2 separate regions of the Zea mays genome follow, and region 2 is linked to region 1. The links are chromatin contacts, called in public Hi-C maps. All regions are on one chromosome and are shown on one strand. The core of a region is the stretch at or near the end of the contact, and the rest is flanking DNA. Distances in the headings are between cores, read along the strand shown. Region 1 holds the start of LOC100276847 (NADH dehydrogenase [ubiquinone] 1 beta subcomplex subunit 10-A). Region 2 holds the start of LOC100276771.

Region 1 (6,724 bases), core at 2,415-4,914:
TTAAGTTAAACCAACAGCAAAATCGGTACGTAGAGTCGGGTCCCAAATTCTCATAAAAATCTACTAAACATGTAGAGAAAGTAACTTCATATCAGAAATTCAACTAATGGAATTACTAGTTGACTGTGATAGAATAAGGAGGGTGTTTGGTTCATTTAGTCACCCTCCTAAATTTTAAGGACTAAACTTTAGTCCCTAGAGATTATATTAGAAAGACCTATTTTTAATCACACTATTTGGTATTTTAGGGTCTAAAAGTCACTAAAGTTTATAAGGTTGGAACCAAACACCCCTAAGTCTTGTGCTTAGCTTAGATTTTAGCTTCTAGTCAAGCAGCAGTTGGTGCATATGTCAGCACCTTATCATCTATCTTATCTAGATTAGCATCTACTTTAGTAGTTAGAAACTTAGAATATGCTGAAGCTTTCTTGGTTTTTAAGTTTGCTACTTCTATATGTATCCAATTCTGGCATGGTTTATGTAGTGGCTTGATGAAATAGAAAATTTGTCCCAAAACCTATGTCTATCTCTAACAAACAGCTACCACTATTAAAAAAACTCGGTCAGGGAGAGAAAGACTGCCATCCCGGTATTATATTAAGAAAAGACCAAAACATGGTCCCGACCGAGAAAACCCCCGAACTCTGGTCCCCTATCACTAACAGATCAATCAACTGTCCACTCTGCAACGGCCTAGCCGAAGGATGGCGCGTAGGATATCGATCCTCGAAAGTGGGCGGGGCACAACGAGGGGATTTTTTTAACCAAACCCAAAATTCGTCCTCGAGGAGGATCGAACCCGGAACCTGAAGGTGTTAGTCGAAAGCCTTAACCATTACGCTAGAGGCCCTTTCGCAACAGCTGCCACTATTAATAGGTACAACCAAAAAATATATTTTTAACTGATAGGTGTGTGATATGTAACTTGGGCCCAGGCATGCAAGGCTATCTCCAACAAAGTGTGTATATAAACGTGCAAAACACTGTTTTACACTGTAGACAGCTCTGTTTATAGAGTGGAGTTTGAAATAGGTAGTAGGATAGAGGGTGGGATATGGAGACTGCTAGAGATGGCCGTAAGCCCGTAACAACACTGCTGCCACCTTCACATGTATCCAGTTCATAATTCAAGTCATGTAATATGACGACAGCACAAACCATTTGCTGGAGGACATGAGGATTCATGCCCAACAAGAGAAAATCCTTCCAAATACTTAAATGGAAATCGTTGCCAGTTTAGCATTCAATCTATTATATTCTATTCTCTACTTCCGGTTAACCCCTCCCAAGTGACTACTGGCCCCAAAGTGATTGCAATGAATTACCAGCATCACAAATGGCTTTGTAAAGCAACTCCAATAGGAGCCTTAAACATAGAAACAAATTAAAATATAGGGCCTAAACAAAAAAGGAGAGCTCCAACAGGAGCCCCATTTCAATAAAATTTGTCTAAACGTTTTGGGGCCCAACTTGAAGGGTAGGATATTTGAGACACAGAGAAGCGTGGCCCTATACCGTTTGCGCTCTTCTCAACCTCCACGAATATTTCAGGCTTCTTCTCCGCCGCCAACATCTGCTCCCGATCCGCCACCACTCGACAGTCCCGTTCCCATCTCGTACTCGTTCCCATATGTGCCGTCGAAGGCCCCGATCCCTCTCCATCCCTCCGCCTCCTCTGGTCCGTCTTCTTGCTCCTTTCCTGATCTGCTACGTGGCATCATTCAGAGAGGGAAAGCCAGGGGCTGCCAGGCCAGGGGATCCTACACTGGTGAGCGCGGGAGCTCCTTGAACTGGATGAGTCTCGGTCTCGGGTCCAAGACATGGTAGCTGATACCTCCCTAGAAACATGAAGACAAAAACATGTATTCTCCACTGTCATAAAATTCCCTCTCACACATGTACGATGTTTGCAATACTAGTAAGGAAAATAGCAGTAGTAGAACTGCTTTCATATTGCACTACCAAGATAAAAATCTATGGAACATCACTTCCCTAAAAATCTATACAAAGTATTTTATATGTTTGCAATTCAATAGGTTTGCAAAAACTGAAACTCTGCTGTTCACTGAGTAGGTTTGCAATGTGAATTGGTTAAAGCCCATGCTGAGCATAATTCTATCATTGGTTAAAGCCTAGTGCTTAATATTCTGAAACTCTGAATCTGTGAGCAATTCATTTGTTATGCAATTGTTTAGCTCATACAATTATTCAGTTCATTGGACTTCATATACAATTATTCAGTTCATTTGACTTCATTCATTTGTTATGCAGCACAATGTCACCTGGTTACTTAACAATACATTTGCGCTCTCAGCCTACTTTTTGTCGTGCCACCTGATCTCCTGCTCTCGTACCAACAATCATAATGGTCTGCTTCTTGATTAGTTATAGATTCTTCAAAATCCTGGTCTTCAATAGGATGCTGCTGCTGCTTTGGTGTGCCTGATCTCTGCACCTCTTTGAAAAAAGACAGTACAATTCTATCTGTGTTGGACTCGACAGAGATGGAATATTGGTGGCAAGTTGCACAGTGATGAAAAAGACATCAGCCTATATGCTTCTATGAAGCATTGAACAGGCCACTGTACACATATGTGATGAGGGGGGAAAAAGGAGATCGCAAAGGATGCAGCCAATGTTACAACAATAGTAACCTGCATCAAATCAGTAATACAGTTGCAAGCACACTCCGATGAGGAGAGCAATGTGGTAGGTCATAATGCATCATCGGTCGTCTAGGTCTGCAGCATCAGCCATCTCTCTCAAGGTTCCTGCACGATCCAGACATTCCCTGTCGGCTCTTGGTCTCCAGTATATTGAGGCTAGTTCAGGACAGGAAAAGGAAAAGAACAAGCCGGGCATGGGAGTAGCGACGACGGGCGACGGATGGCGTCAAATGACCGAAATCCTGCAGCAGTTGCAACCTACACACGGTTTAAGGCTCACTGTTTGGAGTCTATCCTTCAATTTGGGCCTAAACAAATTGACTTGAGTAGCAGTAGCTAAATCAAAATATAAGGCCCAATTATAGAACTCATGATTGGAGTTGTTCTAATGCATTTCGGTTTCCACCACTCAGACTGATTACCACACAACATACATAGAAAGGAAAGAATGTGCTTAGTTTCAGCAGGCCTCACCCCTCCAATCCAGGAACAGCAGCACGAGAAGCCGAGGCAGCAGCTACTCCGCCTCGATGATCTTCTTGGGCTCTGCGAACCAGAGAAGAAGCAGCCATATAGACCTATCGATCATGCCGATCAAAGGGTAAGACGAGGCATGAAGGGATTCGGACCGTGTAACTCGGGCGGTCGGGCATCTTTGCCCCAACCCACGCCGCGTGTAGCCTCTAGGTACTGGTCCACGAGGTGGCGGCACTTCTGGTGGTGGTTGATCCCCTCGATGCGGTAGCACCAGCGGAGGCGCTCCCGGATGATCTTGGCGGTCTCGATCTGGATCCACTTCTCCCGCACCAGGTGTTCCCGGTACTCCAGCATAGCCACCGGGTCCGCATATGGGTTCTTCGGGTCGAAGTTATCCGGTGGCTGCTCATCGAACTCAACCTTTGCCTTGCGCACCATCTTCTCCGATCGCGGCCGGCGGCCGCACGGTCTTCCGATTGGGTGGGGGTGGGGGTGGGGGTGTGGGATTGGTGTGGTCCGCTCGGTCGGATGGGAGACGGAGCTGATGGGTCGATGAGTTAATTATGCGAACCAGGCCTGTGGGCTGTTAGTCGGCCCAACAGAATGAAGCGTAGGTGGGCCAAGAGACAAGCTTCTGTCGCCGACTCACTGTTTCCCGAAGTCTGCACTCTGCAGGCGGAAACGCCAGTTCAGCCACGTGGAGAGGGCAGATCCGAGAAGAGCCGGCGCGATGAGCTCGCCGGCGAGGTCGACCATCTCGGCCGCCGAAGACGTCGCTGATTCCATCGACGCGCTCTACCGCAAGGACGAGGCCCTGGCTGGTGATACGCCCCTCTATCTCTCTCTCCCTTTTGCAAGCGGTGCCAGGTGAATGCCTCAGAGAGTCAGAGTGACTGACCGATTGGTTGGCCTTGCAGAACTCAAGTCTGAGGTGATGGAGGCGCTGCAGAGGGAGGTGAGGTCTCTCGACGAAGACAACTGGATGTTCGCCGCACCGCGGTCCCGCATCAACCTCGTCTCCAGGCCTGGTAAGAAGGGGAACACAAAAATAGCAACAGATGGTTTTCTGATCAGTTTTTTTTAAATCTGTCTATATGGCCTGAGTTTAATGCTTCTGTTCCTGATGAATGAGCTGTGTACATTCCTTATACGATTGCGACCGATTTTATTTGTACCCCATTGGGGGGCATGTGTTTATCAGGTGCTTACCTGCCCAAGCAAAACGGGAAGCTCTCAGAGTTGGGGCAAGCATCCAAGAAAACAAGGAACTTCTAGGGTGTACATGCTTGTGCTTGCAAGAAGCCTGGTCCATGACTCCATGATGGTAGTGAAGGCTGTAGCATCAAGGATGATTTGTTCATGTTTCAAATCAATCTGGTTGCTTCCTGCTAATTCAATTTCAGACACATGTAAGGATTTTTCAAGTGATTGTGACTTCAATGTCATGGTATTGTTTATGACTTGTGCCTTTCCTATCTTCTACAAACTCAACCTGCCTAGTTTTTCTTACATTCATGATCCATCCTTTTCTTTCTGAACAGATATGCATGATTGCCACTTTAGTTGGAGACAGCAAATACATCGATAATTATTGAACAAAGTTATGTTGTCTTTAGTTCTTATGATCACTGGTATTAGAATACCTTTAATTCGGTTGTAAGTTGAAAAGCTTGCAAATTAAAATTCATATCTTAACATAAAAATGTTAGAACATAGATATGTTCTTTTTCTGAGCTGTCTTTTTGTATGGCACTGTCCCATGCCTCATATTAAACTGTATTATTTAGTGATCTTAATTACTTACTCTTAGCCTACCGTCTGTAACCGGAAGGTCCCGGATTCGGGCCCCAGCCTCTGCATGTTATGCGGGTAAGGCTTGGTACTTAAAGATACCTTTTCCTAGGCCCTACACAGTGCGGGAAGCCTACGGCACTGGGTACGCCTTTTAATGACTTACTCTTCCATTGTACGTACCTTAACAACGACAAGTGTTCATATATACAAGAATTTCGTTACCAAAATCTTCTGTTAGCCATTTTGAACTTTACAATGAATTATGAATGTGAAGTGTCTTAAGGTTTTGGTAGTGCTTTGTACATTGTTTCTCAAAATTGTTTTGCTTTATCGGCAAATCTTATATGTTCTGCAGTGAAATCATGGCACTTGACTAATAGATCAGCCTGTATGATAATCCTGGTGTTTCCTATTATTTTTCTTTTCTTTTGTCAAATGTAAATGCACACTGCCATACACGAATGCATATGAACAATGGGAAAGCTGTGAAGATGATGTGAATGGTGTAACAGTAGTCAGTAGGGTCTGCGATTCAGCTTTCTTATAGAGGCCATGCTGGCTTTGCACCAGTTATTTCTTCCAGAGAAGTGTTCCCTGTCAGTTTAACACTGAAGAATGATGCTTCGACTTGTGCTTGAATTTGACTTCATGTGTGCATTTTCCATCATGGGGAGAGTAGTGGTGAAAGTAGTTGAAAAGTTAGCAGCCATACCACCTTTTTTTGTGTAATGTAGTAGTCACACATTTGAGGCATTGACTGATGACATAAATTTGTTTGAAGTAATTACACATTCACACATATAATTGCAGTCGAATGTTTCTGTGGTCTACTGGTTGCTCTTGTTTGACTACCCATATGACAATGTCTTTAGTCAGATATTATGGTTACCTTTTGGGTTTGGCATGCATACAGTGCCAAATTGGTGCTTTGACTTTGCATTAGAATGTGCAGGTTCTATATCTATTATGTTACATGCTCTTTATCGCCGAGCAGTTGGTAACACTAAACAAGAAGCAAACAAAACAAAACAAAGCAATACTTTAAAGGCTAGGGAGTCGTACATTAGTCTCCTTAATCATTTAGAAATACCTTGGTGGTGCTGAGGATCCATCTTGTCTCACTGTAGTATTGTAATGGACCATGCATCAAGAATTCAAGATGTGAGACTTTTTTCTATCATGCTAGGTGTCGGTGGATAATTTTAGAATGATGATTGACAGTGAGAATAATACGAATAGATTGTTTTGTGCTTTTCTGCAGTCACAGGCTCACAGCACAGTTACTTCATGTGTGCGCGTGCCTGTCGTCCACGTTACCTACTCCCTCATGTTTCCTACTAGTTTGATGTCCGTGCGTTGCTACGGTTTCTATATATCATATAACAAAGAATTTACAATTGGTTACATGTTCTCAACCTACAACATTTAACCAATCATCATAGCTTTGATTTGAAATGTACAGCACAGTTGAACCCAACAGATCTAAGAAAGAATTGAGTTACATATACAAATTTCTCGATGTTTTGTTTACATGTCAAGTATTGCAAGATGAAAAGATTATCACTATGTACCACCGATTTTAAACTCTGGCAAGTTGGGTCATTTCTTCAGAGTGTAAACATTGGTCTTGTCAAAGACTTTCATCTTCCCGACAAACACTATTTGTAACATTGTTTTTGCTTTGGTAGCGACAACTTTGATGAACTCAATACCAAATATGCAACTGTTATTGACAAGAAATCCAGAGGGGTGTTTGTTTAGCATTTCAGGGGTAACATGCATGAGAT
Region 2 (5,973 bases), core at 1,210-3,709, 550 kb before region 1:
ACTTAGAGAGGTGAGGAGTATAGTGGTGGATTGGGAGTTGAAGTGCACAATTTGGGCTACTTCGTCCTCATCATAGTCTTCATCCCCTACGGATGGTACCTGTACACCAAACTCAACAACATCCCATATACTTTTGTGGAGTGAGGTTAGGTGATATCGCATCATATCACTCCACCTAGCATAATCTTCACCATCAAACGTTGGTGGTTTGCCCAATGGGACGGAAAGTAATGGCGCATGTTTAGGAATGCGAGGGTAGCGTAGGGGGATCTTACTAAACTTCTTGCGCTCATGGCGTTTAGAAGTTACGGACGGCATGTCGGAGCCGGAGGTGGATGGCGACGAGGAGTCGGTCTCGTAGTAGACCACCTTCCTCATCTTCTTCTTCTTGTCACCGCTCCGACGCGACTTGTGTGAAGGGGATTCCTTTTCCTTCCCCTTCCCTTTGTTGTAGGACTCTCCCGATGGAGCCTTCCCGTGGCTTGTAATGGGCTTCTCGCCGGTCCCCATCTCTTTCTTGGCGTGATCTCCCAACATCACTTCGAGTGGTTAGGCTCTAATGAAGCACCGGGCTCTGATACCAATTGAAAGTCGCCTAGAGGGAGGGTGAATAGGGCGAATCTGAAATTTACAAACTTAAGCACAAACTACAAGCCGGGTTAGCGTTAGAAATATAAACGAGTCCGAGAGAGAGGGCGCAAAACAAATCGTGAGCAAATAAAGAGAGAGACACGATGATTTGTTTTACCGAGGTTCGGTTCTTGCAAACCTACTCCCCATTGAGGTGGTCACAAAGACCGGGTCTCTTTCAACCCTTTCCCTCTCTCAAACGGTCACTCGGACCGAGTGAGCTTCTCTTCTCAATCAAACGGGACAACAAGTCCCCGCAAGGACCACCACACTATTGGTGTCTTGCCTCGGTTACAATTGAGATGATCACAAGAAAGAATGAGAAAGAAAAGAAGCGATCCAAGCGCAAGAGCTCAAATGAACACAACAAATCTCTCTCTAATCACTAAGGCTTTGTGTGGAGTTGGGAGAGGATTTGACCTCTTTGGTGTGTCTTGTATTGAATGCTATAGCTCTTGTAAGGTGTAGAAGTGCAGAAACTTGGATGCCAATGAATGTGGGGTGGTTGGGGTATTTATAACCCCAACCACCAAAAATGGCCGTTGGAAGTGTGCTGTCGCATGGTGCACCGGACAGTCCGGTGTGCCAGCCACGTCAGCAGACCGTTGGGGTTCGACCGTTGCAGCTCTGACTTGTGGGGCCTATGGGCTGTCCGGTGGTGCACCGGATAGGTCTTGTAGACTGTCCGGTGCGCCAACTGCGCGTGCTCTGACTCTGGCGCGCACTGTAGCGCATTAAATGTGGTTGCAGACGACCGTTGTGCGCGAAGTAGCCGTTGCTCCGCTGGCACACCGGATAGTCCGGTGTGCATCGGTCACTGTCCGGTGACTCACCGGACAGTCCGGTGAATTATAGCGGAGTGCCCTCTGAATTTCCCGAAGGTGAAGAGTTCAGCCTCGAGTGCCCTGGTGCACCGGACACTGTCCGGTGGTGCACCAGACACTGTCCGGTTGCACACCGTACAGTCCGGTGCGCCAGACCAGAGTGCCTTTGGGTTATCTTTTGCTCTCTTTTTTTGAACCCTTTCTTGGTCTTTTTATTGGCTTATTGTGAACCTTTGGCACCTATAGAACTTATAGACTAGAGCAAACTAGTTAGTCCAATTATTTGTGTTGGGCAATTCAATCACCAAAATCAATTAGAAAAAAGGTGTAAGCCTAATTACCTTTTAAGTATGACTTTCTGTCTCAAACGCCTTGTCAGAATCCCACGTGGTTCATTATTCGAAGTGAGTCCGCGCGAACATCCCCTTCTGGACACAAATTCTATTGTCCTCTTGATTTCCAAAACCACGACACCATACCTCCCAAGATACAAGTTATGGAGCACCTCATTCACAACGACATCATTCGGTTGCGGACTTGTTGATGATGGCATACCCGAAAGGTTCAACACATGCCGGAATACTATGATTCCAGTAGAATATATGGTCTGTACATAATTTGTGTGAAGAATTGTGTTATGGAAAACTTTATATATACTTGTATCACTGTATGACATGATTGTAACCTTTTTGCTTTGCGTTGCACTCAAATTGCGGGTTTCTATTTGCATAAGTATGGTTTATGTGATTTTGGACATTAAATTATTTGTGAATATATTGTTATTTATTGTGCAACATGATTTGAATAAATACAGACAAATTATACCAATTTTTTTATTTTTTTCTAACTAAAATACGGTTCCCGGTCAAAAAAACACCGAAATTTGGTCAGGAAATACGAAATTCGAATTTTTGAATTTGAATACGTAAACCCTTCGGGAATGCGAAATTCAGTTATTTCCCGTTTTCAGAAACGGACGGAATTCAGTTCACAAACGGGATGGGTAACACTGCTGTAGGGTGATTCTCGAATCTCGATCTCCCTGCTCTACCCGCATCACCCCGCCGTTGCCGGCCCCTTCCTCCCGCTTCCCACCTCGCCGTCGCCACCTCTTCCTCTTCCTCATCGCCGGCGCTTGCGCGCCCCTTCTCCACCCCGTTGACCGCCGCACCCACGGCCTCGCCGTTGCAGCACTCGTGCGATCCGGTCACGAGTGGAGCGCACGAGCTCATTCGCTGCTTCCGCCTCCCCCTCTTCCTTGCCGGAGCCCGCGCCTCCTCTCCTCGCCGGCGCCTTCGCCTGCTCCTGCGCCCCCTTCTCCACGTCGCACCCACGGCCTCGTGTTGCTGCCCTCGTGAGATCCGGTCGCGAGCGCCCGACCTAGGCCGCTGCCTCAGTCTCTCCTCGCTCGGTCGCATCACCACCGCCGGAGACGGACCGAGGTGCTCTGCGAGACTCCGCGCCATAGAGCTCCTCCTACGGCGGGTTCTTTTCCGTCCGGTAGCTGGGTTCCCTGAAGCCAGTCATGGCGATGACCACCGCCGTGACGGGCCTCGCCGTCGCAGCAACCGCTCCCATTCGCTCCTTCCTCTCGTCCGCCGCCGCCTCTGTCAGCCTGCCCGCCGATCTTCGTGACCTCGCCTCCGACCTAGCCTCGGACCCTGCCGTCTCCTACCGCTCTCTGCGTGCCATCTGGTGCGCCACCTCGCCGGACACCCGCCCGCCGCTCCGCGACCTCCTCCAGGGCGCCGACTTCGTGCTACCCAGCCCGAAACCTCGTGAGAAGGTTCTTTCTCTCAGTCTTTGGTGGCACTGTCTGTCCCGGCCTGTGCGTACCGGCAAATAGGTGGGTTTTGATTCTGATTCGGTTTAGTCTGTCATGTGGTTGGTTTGCAGAGCGATGAGCTGAAGGCGAGGCTGGAGAAGCTCCGGGAGACACAGGAGAGGAAGGAGTATGCTGAGCTCGTCAGGGACGTCGCTCCGCCCAGCAAGGATGACGCTCCTGAGCCCTTTTCATCCTACAAGGATCAGATAGGATTTGGTACTACCCAACCGCCCTATTTTCAAATTGCTCTATGCAATCTTCCTACTGCTTGTTTCATGGATTACACTTGTTCCATTGAAGTAATAGGAATATAGGATGACACCGTGTGTGTATTTCAACATAATTGGAGCAATATAGTTCAAAAGCTATAACATACGAGTTGTGGAGCAATATCTTCTCTCTTCATCAATTGTTCCAAATGCAGAGGTAGGATCTACTATTTTTTAAAACACACACACATAAAGACAAGAATAAACAAATAAGATAATGTAAAATAAATTTGAGAATAATATTTTTGTAAATACCACTCGAACAAAGATCAATCTTCCGTGTGCTCGTATCTAAAGCAATGATGCCATTAGAATTTAGACCTGAGGTGCAGCACATGAAAATTGTTCTACCTCCACCACTACATTAGTGTATACGTCCAAGAGGCATTTATCTAGATTTAAAGTGAACAACGAACTACTAAAAATCTAGTTTCAGGATTTGTTTTTTTGAACTATCAACTAAATCAGGTTATAATAACCTGAGTTTAATCTTTAATCAAGATTACATTAATAACTTGGTGGTGTGAAAATCTATTTCTCGCTCAAAGGTCTGAAGTTCAGAGGCCATGTATTGTGTTGTTTTTCTTCTTTATTTTTAAAGTTATTATTACTTTACCGGTTTCTATTTTTATATTTATATTGAACGTACGTGACAAAAAACAAAATTTAATCTAACCGGAAATATAAAAAAATGAAATCGTGAAAAGTCATAGAAAAAGAGAAGGAACACGATACATCTACCTGACCGGCCAGCAGCCATCGCTGCGCAGTGTGCACTTGTGTCCGGCAGCACAAGCCCGCATCTGGCTGCCTCCGCGTGCACCCACGCCTGGACGCCCGTCGCCCGCTGCACCAGGCGGCCCGGGGCCTGGATCTACCCGAGCTTTCCTGGGCTCAGTCTTTGGATTTGAAAAACTATCTTGAAGACTCATGTATAAGCATGAATGATTGCCAATAGAAGAATTCTTCTTTTCAGAATTAGAAACTTTAAATTTTGATGCGGTCTGTGACTCTGTGCTACCCTACTTGGTGCAAAAGCATTTTGGTTATGTACTACTCCCTCCGTTCTTTTTTATTTGTCGCGATCTAGTTCAAAAATGAATTAGCGGGCGACAAATATTCGAGAACGGAGGTAGTATATAATAGCTAGAGGCCAAAGTTTGATGGATCTATTTAATTTGTGCACCATGTTTACTTTTTGTTTGTTGTTGGCTTCAGCGTGTACTGTAATTCCTCTATCTTGTTTGGGAATCTGGGGATTTTAAGGGAAAACAGACTCCTTAAGTTTAAATTAGTGTTGGTGAAACTTGTAATCAAGTTTTCAGGATGGAGTAACCATGCATGCCAATAGTAGTGAAATGATACAAATGTTTCTTCACTTAAATGCACTACTACACAAACCTGCAATGCGCAATTAAGAATGATTGCTATGATGCGAGAATTGTTCTTTTACGAATTCAGAACTTTTTAACTCCAAGAAGTTTAGCCAAGTACTGGTCTTGTATGGTAATGTCAGTAAGAACGAGTGGGATCTAACATTTCTGTGCTTATTTGCAATGGGAGTAGAGTTATACAATAAATCCCTCGTTTCATTTTTAACTATAGCTAGCAAAAATGGTTTATGTTTTTTTTGTTAACGTGTAAAAATTGGTGTTTATGAGTCTTCATAAATTCAAAAAAATAAGTTGAAACATGGATGCTAGATTCAGGTTTGAACTTGTTTTTGTTGCAACTAATCGAGCATTTTGGTTATCTACAATGTAATTGACTGAAGCTGAACCGCTAAAGCTTGTTGGATCTACTTTAATTTCTGCATTTCCTTTATTTTCTTTCTAATTGTGGTTATTACTGGGAACTATAATTCCTTTACCTTTGCTAATGGGACCCTAGGGTCTTGTGCAAAAAGGATTTCTCAATTAAACAGGTGCATGTGAAACTTGCAATCAAGTATCCAGGAAGTGTTAATAGACTAGTGGTAAATGAAAGCCTACAAAATTTGTACAGTTATGCATGCCATCGGTAATGACATCATACAAATACGTTTTTGACTGAAAATTTACTGCTAGACAAACCCACGGTGCACAATCAGGAAATAGTTTGTCACTTCAAGTTAATGGTGGCTTTTTCATCTGAATGCTTTGGCCTCTAGAATCACTCTTCGCGTATCCATAATCACCAGTCACTTTCATTAAAAGGGGTGATTTTCTATCTAATTCTGCTATGCACCTTTTTAAGTAAAATGATATTAGGTGATCTTTTGTTTTGGTTATATCGATCCAATTTATCATCAATATTAAATCCACATGCCTCTAAAATAGAGGCAAACTTTTCTATGTACAAAGTGATCGATAGTGTTCTTTTCCTATAAGTATATTTATCCTCTTAAGATGACATACAGTCTATATCTGAGCTGAGGCTGCTAGGA

Evidence for each region. A called contact is a pair of places that touch in the nucleus more often than the background predicts.
Region 2: a Hi-C map of ear shows a contact between it and region 1, with 2.9 times the contacts expected there. The contact joins the promoter of LOC100276771 here to the promoter of LOC100276847 in region 1. A contact is called at or near these places in 2 of 25 Hi-C or Micro-C datasets (ear and tassel).

Annotation. Positions count from the first base shown.
Region 1 is chr1:103,207,867-103,214,590 of Zm-B73-REFERENCE-NAM-5.0, reverse strand. LOC100276847 (NADH dehydrogenase [ubiquinone] 1 beta subcomplex subunit 10-A) reads right to left here and starts at 3,664. Exons shown (of 2, transcript NM_001416002.1): 1 at 3,296-3,664; 2 at 1,580-1,838. The coding sequence starts at 3,581. The coding sequence ends at 1,708. LOC100277622 reads left to right here and starts at 3,774. Exons shown (of 3, transcript NM_001151134.2): 1 at 3,774-3,964; 2 at 4,061-4,171; 3 at 4,345-4,679. The coding sequence starts at 3,874. The coding sequence ends at 4,418.
Region 2 is chr1:103,761,848-103,767,820 of Zm-B73-REFERENCE-NAM-5.0, reverse strand. LOC100276771 reads left to right here and starts at 2,459. Exons shown (of 4, transcript NM_001150485.2): 1 at 2,459-3,240; 2 at 3,351-3,495. The coding sequence starts at 2,980.